Regions from separate parts of the Sus scrofa genome. Here region 1 is linked to region 2. Evidence: chromatin contacts called from public Hi-C data. All regions are on one chromosome and are shown on one strand. Each heading gives the region's core, a stretch centred on a gene start, on an enhancer-like site or on the middle of the called end of the contact. The rest is flanking DNA. Distances are from core to core; before and after follow the strand shown.

Region 1 (4,800 bases), core at 379-2,878, 150 kb after region 2:
ACACAATCTTTCTAGACGACAATAAGACTTTTCTGAGGTTTCATGTCATGACCATTTAATTTAATAGCTCTGAGAGTTTAAACAGGACACTAATACCTCAGTGAACTGGCACGATTGGTGAATTGGGGATTCCAGTTAACTTAATTTTTCCATCAACTAATAGAAACCCATTTATGCAAGGAAATTTCCTCGGCAGGATACAGGGGAATCTGGACATCCCTTGCTGGTACGGACAATTGTAGGTTTTGTCTCTCGGTTTTACTTTTTTTTTTTTTTTTAAAGAAAAGACTGGCATTTGCCTCTCATAAATCTTCAAATTAATAAGCCAATAACCAACCGCATGTCCCATGTCTCACCCCCAAAATAGGTAAAGTTTAACTGGGAGAGTCTTAGTTTAACTTCACCGAGGAAAATAAAATATATCCCTCGCATCCATGGAACAGGCTGGGCGCCGATCTGCACCCAAGGGCTACAGAGATAAACGCTATGTGTTTTTTGGGCCTTAGAAGCTCAGGGTTTACATAGAAATGAAGTTGAAAACTTCAGAAGCTGGGAGAAACGACAGGTGTGGAAAATTTTCTTTCTTTAAAAAGCAGAAAACGTGACCCTTGCTTTTGAAAAATCAAGCCCAATGAAATGTACTTTTGGAGATAATTACTGAAAAGAACGTTGCCTCGAATCTTTAAACCAGCAGCATAAGGACGGAGTTTATATCCTGATTTCAACTTAGCAGAATTAGAAAGCTTTGGAAGTTCTCAGAGGGGGACAGGTAGATGAGTGAAAAGCTAGGAAACTTTCTGATGGGACCTGCCTGGGCTCAAAGGCCCTGGGGGCGTCCTCAGCCTTTGGCTAGTTTTTTGTTTCAATTAACAGACGCAAAGCCGTTCAAAGGCATGGCCTGGGCCTTGGTTCCTTCCCTCTGATGGTTTCCAGCAGGCAACCTTGGCCTTGGCATCTGAAGTGTCCTGGAATGCTAGGTTCCACTACTCCCTGCTCCCCGGGCCTCAGCCCACTGGTGACTCTGAGCCAGTGGTTCCAGGATGGGGCCCAGGAATTTGCATTTTTAGTCAGACCATCATGGAATCCTTATCACGGAGGACACTGGAAAATGCGGCCCTGGATAATGGGACTTTGCCGAAGGACGGGGGTGGGGGTGCAGGAGCTGGGAGGGGGAAGGTACATGCCCAGGCCCCGGGGTCAGCAAATCCTGGGGCTGGCCCCAGAATCTGCATTCTCTTATAAGGCCCCAGGCAACATCTGGTCAGCAGAAACTTGTCTCTGGCTGCCAAGGTGCCATCTCTACTCTGCCAACGCCGGACATTGAGCAGCCAGAATCAAGAGAAGCTCAGGCTGTTGTGACCCCAGGTGGAGCATCCTGGACTTGCTGGTCGGCTTGGGCCCAGGCTGCTTCCTGCAGCTCCCGGTCTCCCCTGGATGAGCCGTTTCTCCAAGGCCTGCCTCCAGGAGCCGGGGTTCAGCCCAAAGCCCTCCAGACCACGGGGAGCCCGCCTGGCCCTACTCGGGGCAGATCGAGGCCTCCACTGGTGTGACTCTGAAGCAGTGATCACCTGAGGGCAACAGGAGGAGTGGCAGAAGGGCTCGTGGAAAGGTCACGGCCTGGTTCAATCACGCCTGGAAACCGCCACGGAGACGATGACACGAACCAACGCCTGGCTGTAAACAGACACACTGTTTACCACCAATCCCTCGGAAATAAACCTGTCTGCACACACAGTTGCTCCGGTAGGCGCGCTCAGAAAAACAAACAACTTGCAACACAAACAATACCTTCACACATTTCCCCTTCGCAAGTGACTAATGCACCCTATACCGAGAGGCTGCGACGGATGTCTTCTGGAATTCCCACGTTACGGGCCTCATGCTTGCCAAAAACTCTACAGCCCTCCCGAGAAGGCCAAGGGGAATGCCAGACCTGGTGGGGCTGGAAGAAAGGCAAACTGGGGCGCGATCACGAAGGGATCAAACACTCGCCTCGACTGCTTCCCGCATTTCATCCCCAGGGGTTCAACTCCGAAAGCGGCTCTTGATTTCAAACCTCGGCCCACGTGGCTCAAATGTGCAACTTACATATTCGGTATGAAAACAAAGTTATTTAACTGTTAGCACAGATTCTTCTCTGAGAGAGACAAGGCGAGGCACATGTTCCGGCCCACACACACACACACCCACACACACTCACACACACTAATCTTTGACTCTAAATATTGATCTATGACATGCAATTATTTTGGCTTCGGAAGGCTAGGCTGTCTGCTGTGTTGGGGTGGGGTGGGCAGTTGCCCAAAAAAATTGTCTTGAACACCGCCAGGGCTGAACATATTTGTGTGTAAGCTGGAGGTTTTTTCTTTTCTTTTTTTTTTAAATGCATGTGTAATACAAATAGTTCTTTTTCATTTGGGAAAGAAAAAAGCACTTAAAAAAAAAAAAAAGGTTTGGTGGGGAGGCTTTGCAGCGGTATTTCACCTCAATACATCTTTCAACTTTGATGGCTCGTAAGCTCACGGCTTGGTTCTCGTCTTCAACCTTCAGACAAACTCTAAGCTGTCCGCAGCAGCTGCAGAGGCCGGGTCTTTAAATGAAATAAAGAAATAATTGCTTCGGGGAACAAAGGGAAGGGGGGAAAAAAAGGCCTGTTAGCTGCACTAGGCGGCCCCTCGGGATCGTGTGTGGTATGTGCGCCTGATGGATGTTGCTCGGTGTGGTCAGAGGGAAGCCTGAGCAATCCCGGAGACTCAGAACAAGCGTGATGCGGGCGAAAGAGCGCAGGTTTCAGGGGCACACCTGGGCTCAAATCTCGGCTCCGCTACCGAGAGCTCCGTGACCTTGGCAGAGGGCCTCTGCCTTGGGGCGGTCTGCCTTCCTCATCTGCAGGATGGGATGACGTGACGTCAGAGGGGGGCCCGTGTGGGTGCTGCGCTGCTCCCATCAAACACGGCAAATCGAATACCCACGGTTACCCCTACCCCTCACTGCTCCCCCCACCCCAAAACGCCACCTCCCGTGGGAGAAACGGTATAAACCCATAACCCAAAGAACACGGCAGAAAGTGACATCCAATCAGACACATCAATACAGTGTTGGGGAGCTCCCTTTGTGTGTGGCTCAGCGGGTTAAGAACCTGACATAGTGTCCGTGAGGATGTGGGTTCGATCCCTGGCTTTGCTCTGTGGGTTAAGGATCTGGCGTGGCCAAAAGCTGCAGCATAGCCTGAAGATGCAGCTTGGGTTTGACGTGGCTATGGCTGTGGCGAAAGCCAGCAGCTGCAGCTCCAATTCAACCCCTGGCCCAGGAACTTCCATATGCCACAGGTGCAGCCCTAAAAAAAAAAAAAAGTAAAAATACAGTGTTGGAAGACAGACAGCCCATGGACAAGGGATGGATGACTTAGAAGATGAAACAAACAATCGAGTAGGAGTTGGGGGGTGGGGGGTAGGGACCAAAAGAGCAGTTGGCTGTTGCACCAGACCCCTGGCAAGGCTCAGGGATGGGAGGCACCAGGTACTTCTGAAGGCAGAGCTAACAACAGGGGGCTGGCTGAGGACTACATGAGGACCAAGGACAGCCCAGGTCCCCCCAGCATCCCCACAAGCAGCCAAGTTGCCTCTGCACCATCCTCTGGGGAAGAGGTTCAGTGGAGGACCCGGAGACAGAGGAGTTCTGATCAATACAGGGCAACAGGTGCAGGAGGAGGAAGGGATAAGGCGAGGGCTACATGTCCAGCACACGTCTTAATGGGGAATGGTGAGCTCTCGTCCCCTCCCCATTATCAGGCTCCCGGATGCTAACAGCTAAGCCTCTATCCATCAGGCAGGAGCTCACAGGGCTCCACTCAGCAGAAAGGCACTCGCCAAAAAGACAAGACCCACAGACACCAGCATCTGGGGTCCGCAGTGAAACGACTAGGTCCTTCCATGTCTGGTAATCGCTTATGAAACCTACGACTCAACACACCCCACCCAAGCATAGAGTACGTTCTGTGGCTCCTTAGTGCTTCAGTCTTAAACAGTCATGTGTAGCCAAGCATTAGCAGACATTTGAGCAAAGAAAAGAAAGAAAAAAGAACCCAATTATCCCCACTCCCCCCCCAAAAAAAACAGAAAAAAGAATTCAGTGAAAAGATACAATGCAAAGAATCAAAAGCTACAAAGAGATGATAATGAATACGCTCAGAGAGAGAAAACGTTTTGTATGATAAAACCACAGCAGAGTAACATTTAAAAATTGGAGGAGTTCCCATCGTGGCTCAGTGGTTAACGAATCCGATTAGGAACCATGAGGTTTCGGGTTTGATCCCTGGCCTCGCTCAGGGGGTTAAGGATCCGGTGTTGCCGTGAGCTGTGGTGTAGGTCAGACGCAGCTTGGATCCCATGTTGCTGTGGCTCTGGCGTAGGCTGGTGGCTACAGCTCCGATTAGACCCCTAGCCTGGGACCCTTCATGTGCCACAGGAGCGGCCCAAGAAATGGCAAAAATAAAATAAAATAAAATAAAAATAAAAATTGGAAAATTTGTGTGTTTAAAAGGACAGCAACAACAAAGAAATTCCATAGGAGGCTTTGAAGATGTCACTGCATCCCCCAAATGAACACAAAGACAAAGAAAGGAACCACAAGAGAGAAAATAACAAGGAAAGGAGACTAAGCTAGAAAAGCCCCATTTCCCCCCAAAGAACGTACCGGCAGGAAAGCAAAGAAAAAACTGAGGGTGTCATTATCAAAGCGGCAATAAATGGGAAAATGCCCGCAACTCAAGGACCTGAATTCCAGGCTGAAGTATCCACC
Region 2 (4,553 bases), core at 520-3,019:
TTTTGGAAAACTGGCTTTTCCTACTAAAGCTGATAATGGGACACCCCGTGACTCAGCAGTTCCGCTTCTAGGTATAGACCCATCAGAAATGTGTGCATGTGGAGTTCCTGTTGTGGCTCAGAGGGTTTCAAGGACCCAACGCTGTCTCTGTGAGGGTGCAGGTTTGATCCCCAGCCTAGCTCAGTGGGTTAAGAATCCAGTGTTGCCGTGAGCTGCAGTGTAGGTTGCAGCTGCAGCTTGGATCCTGCGTGGCTGTGGCTGTGGCTGCTGCTGTGGCTGTGGCTGGCAGCTGCAGCTCCGATTCGACCCCTAGCCTGGGAACGTCCATATGCCACGGGTGTGGCCTTTAAAAGAAGAAAAACAACCAAGCAAAGAACTGTGTCCATATGCTTCTGAGAGATGGGTGTGAGAATGTATAGCAGCAGTATCTGTGATAATCCCAAACCGGACACTAGCCATCTAGCCGTAAACCCCCATCACCAAAGGAACAGAAAATCAGTTGTGACATTTCATACAGTGAAATACGGTACGAGAGTGCGTGTGATTAACTCACAGCTACATGCAGCCGTAACCCAGACACTGGGCGGAGTGAGAGAAGTCATGCCACCCGTGTCAAGTGAAACGAAAACAACGCAGGCAAAACCCATGTATTTTGCCCTTGGAAGTCAGGACACTGGTTGCCCTGCTTGGGAGGGGGAGGTGGCAACATGAGGGGACTTCTGGGGGGAGGGGGGTGGCTTCTCACTGGTGCTGAGGACACGGCGTTTTCAGTTTGTGACCATTCCACGAGCAGGACGCTTCTCCGAGCAATTTCCTGCCACGTGGTGTCTGTCGGGAACGCGTTCAGAAGGAATCGACAGGGTGTGAGGCCCCCGAGCATTCGAAGCAGGGGCTCGGATAGGTATTTGTACCCCTGGGCCCCTAGCAGTGTTATTCGCAGTCGCCAAACCGCAGATGCCAGCCCAGGGCCCGTCCGTGGACGGATGGATGAACAAAATGTGGTCTCGCTGCAGAAGCGGCCGCTGCTCGGGCTTCAAGAAGGACGCGGTGCTGCTACCGCTTGGAGGAACCTTGACGCCGTTACGCTTAGTGAAATGAGTCCGACCCAAGGGGACAGAGGCTGGACTTCTCCGAGGCCCTTGGGGTCTTCCCATGCATGGAGTCACAAGGTGGCCTGGTGGTTGCCAAGGGCTGGGGAGCGGGGTTTGGGGGTCACTGTTTTGCGCCGGTCGAATTTCAGTTTGGGAAGGCGAAGCGGCTCTGGCAAGAGCCGGCTGGTGATGGTTGCGCCGCACGAAGGTATTTCGTGCCGCCGAACGGCGCTCAGAGGTGGTCAGGGCGGTAACTGGCTTGCAGGGTGTGTTTTACCGAAGGAAAAAAACAGCCGGACGCAAGCACTGATGGGCAGACCAGAGTCCCTGTGCGGAGGGATGCAAGCGAGGCCTGGGAGGGGACGTCAAGTGCGCGGGGCTCTGGGGACCCCTCCTGGGGTGGGGAGGGCCTGACGTGACCTTGGAGGTGGCCGTGGGGGCAGAGCCGCCCGGCAAACAGGCTGACGTGTCGAAACTGGCACACTCGGGGGGTGCTCGTGCCAGCCCCAGGGCAGCTGCTCTCTGGCTGGCACCCCAGGGTCCAGCCTTGGCCTCCTCAGCGCCCGGGCCTGGCCGTGTTCTGACCTTGCTGCAGCATTCCCGGCAGGGCCTGGAGACCAGGAGACCTCAGAGCAGGCGACCGGCCCCTGGCAGGGCAGGGTTTCCCACATGGGCCTTATTCTGCGGAGTGGTGAGAAGTTGGAACCGCAGTTCTGACTTGACAGCCAGGGCCTGCTGCCCGCAGGACATTGCAGTCAGAGTCAAGTTCCTGCACCCGAGGGCTGGACCATGCCAGGCTGAGGCCCCTGGCACAGCCAACGCCTCCAAGTGGAGCAGGGCTGGGTGACCCGCCACTGGGGGAACAGAGGCCCTGCTGACTGTGTGGGCGGCAAGGGATCCAGCCCCCAGGGGCATGGGGAGGCAGCCTGTGCTCAGGGCCCGCTGGGGGCAGAGCTCCTGCTTCCTGTCTGGGCCAGAACCCTGGGGAGCTGTGGGCAGGTGTTCTGTTTTGAGCGTCTGCTTTGGCATGGGGAGGCGTGGTGAGAACTCTTTTACCAGCAGGGACAGACTTCCCAGAAAGGCCGTGTCCTGACACCTAGATTTCTAGGGCCAGCCTGGCCGGTCAGCCCCGGCCACTCTGCTCATCCCAGGTTGGCCGCCTCTTTGGAGCTTTTTCTGGGGCGTCTCTGGAGCCTGGAGCAGGGAAATGGTGGCCTGAGAGACGCATGGACATTTCTAGACTAGAAAAGAATGCTCTCAGGAGTTCCTGTTGTGGCTCAGCGGTGACAAATCCGACTAGTATCCATGAGGACGCAGGTTTGATCCCTGGCCTCGCTCACTGGGTTAAGGATCTGGCGTTGCTGCAAGCTGCAGCATAGGTCTCAGACACGGCTCAGGTCTGGTGTTGCTGTGGCTGTGGCGTGGGTCACAGGTGCAGCTGCAATTCGACCCCAAGCCTAGGGACTTTCATATGCCGCAGGTGTGGCTGTAAAAAGAAAGAAGGCTCTCAGAGTTCCCCGGTGGCTCAGCGGGTTAAGGACCTGGCCTTGTCACTGCTGTGGTTTGGGGTCACTGCTATGGCGCAGGTTCCATCCCTGGTCCAGGAACGTCCACATGCTGCAGGTGTGCCCCCCCCGCAAAGGAAAAGAACGCTCTCAGCTGGCAGGTGGATGTAGGAGGCATTAATCCAGGATAATTCTTCCTGCTGAGACAGTTTTGTTATAACTCTCCGGAGACGTGGGCGGTCTGTGTGCTCGTGGTATTACCCCTGGCCTCTGCATGGAGAGCAGGGGGTCGGGGGAGGGCTCCGAGTTAAGGAGGAACCTCAAAGATTTTTTTTTTGGTTCCTTGGGATCTGGTAGCTCTCCTTCTTTGTCTCTCTCTTGCTGTTTGTGCTGTTGATAGAGGACAGATAATCTGTCTCTGGTTTGTTAGCAGCGGTGGGAATCCTCCCCTTGCCCCCAAACCCATGGGTGGGGTGGCAGCCCAAAGATGGAGGGGAGTGGGTTGAAGAGAAGGACAAAGAAAAGGATGAGTGGGGAGCAGGTGGGCCCTCGCGTTCTGATCAGAGCTTTGCTAGTCTGGGGCTGGGGGACCAAGAAGTCCTCCGGGCTGTTGTTTCCCAAAGTGTGGGCTCTGGCTGCAAGAGCAGCACCTGGGAACTTGTTTCCAGTGCCAAGGATGGGGCCCCACCTCAGACCCACTGAATCAGAACTTGCTTTTTTTTTTGTCTTTTTTCACCTTTTCTTGAGCTGTTCCCGCGGCATATGGAGGTTCCCGGCTAGGGGTCCCATCGGAGCTGTAACCACCGGCCTACACCACAGGCACAGCAACACAGGATCCAAGCCACGTCTGCGACCTACATCACAGCTCATGGCAACGCCAGATCCTTAACCCACTGAGCAAGGCCAGGGAGAGCACTCACACCTTCAATTTTTTTTTTCAACATTCACATTTTTGAGCAGGACAGGCAGGATCAAACCTGCAACCTCATGGTTCTAGTCGGATTCGTTAACCACTGCACCACGACGGGAACTCCAGAACTCGCATTTTAACAAGATTCTCCAGGTGACTCGTGTGCCCCTTGAAGTCTGGGGAGCGCTAAATGGGTCACACTTCCCGGCCCAGAGATGTGCAGTGGCTTGCCTGTGATCCCACAGCTGGTTCGTCCCGGGGTGGGACCTCTTCCTGCTGTGGAGGTGCGATGGGCGGTACGGTCTGATATTTGGTACTAGGATTCGTGCCTGGATGCATCCCGTGCATTTTATGTCTTGGGGACAAAAGTTTTGACGTCGGAGATCTGCTTCCGAGTTAAGGCACAGAGCTGACCACCCTAAGTACAGTGGGCTTGATTTGTCATCCGGTCCCTGTCATTTCAGAACATACTTTGTTCGGTCATCGCCACCACCACCCACCACCACCACCACCATCATCACAGCACTGGCCCTTTATCAAGCACCTCCTGGGATCCATGCCCCGTGCTTGACACACAGGATCTCTCACCTGTCACCCCAACGCATGCTAATCTCATTTCAAAACAGAGGCTCGGAAAGCTAAGTAGGTAATATGCCCACGATCACCCCTCTGGAGAGCAGAGGAGATGGAATTTGTCCTGGGGCCCATGTGACTCCAACATAACACTTATTTACACCGGGGCGGTTAGGTAACACTGCAGTATGTTTTGTATTTGTGACATACTCCAAATTCTGTGATTCTAGGGCAGAAGTTAGCCTGCGAGTGCCAAATTTGTTTGGTTATTATTACCATATGTTAAAGTGTATCAAGACATTTTACAACATAAACACAAATGTCTGTGTCAGTTTAAGTTTCCATATGCATTTTAATTGTATTTTAATTATAGACTGAAATGGAAATTCTGCCTATCTCAGCCAGTTGAGAGAAAAGAATCCCAAATGCTCAAATAAAATGTGATTTATGCTGTTGCAAAAAAATTAAAAAATC

The links. Hi-C and Micro-C count contacts between places; a contact is called where the count stands out from the background.
Region 1: a Hi-C map of liver shows a contact between it and region 2, with 1.9 times the contacts expected there. The contact joins two enhancer-like sites. A contact is called at or near these places in 5 of 47 Hi-C or Micro-C datasets (epiblast stem cells, liver and skeletal muscle) and 1 of 2 datasets of contacts at active chromatin or transcription factors (alveolar macrophages).

What each region holds. Positions count from the first base shown.
Region 1 is chr12:54,325,668-54,330,467 of Sscrofa11.1, forward strand. The region is part of intron 7 of STX8 (a long non-coding RNA gene); the gene reads right to left. LOC110255886 (a long non-coding RNA gene) reads right to left here. Exons shown (of 2, transcript XR_002336846.1): 2 at 230-1,674. Among named protein-coding and RNA genes, the nearest start is that of TRNAE-UUC, 170 kb to the left of the region's middle. Within about 2 kb of position 1,629, at least 2 of the 83 cell types and tissues checked have an H3K27ac peak or open chromatin away from gene starts, as enhancers often do. A contact at or near this core is called in liver, where this site is marked.
Region 2 is chr12:54,174,817-54,179,369 of Sscrofa11.1, forward strand. All of the region lies in intron 2 of NTN1 (netrin-1), which reads left to right. Among named protein-coding and RNA genes, the nearest start is that of TRNAE-UUC, 21 kb to the left of the region's middle. Within about 2 kb of position 1,770, at least 7 of the 83 cell types and tissues checked have an H3K27ac peak or open chromatin away from gene starts, as enhancers often do. A contact at or near this core is called in liver, where this site is marked.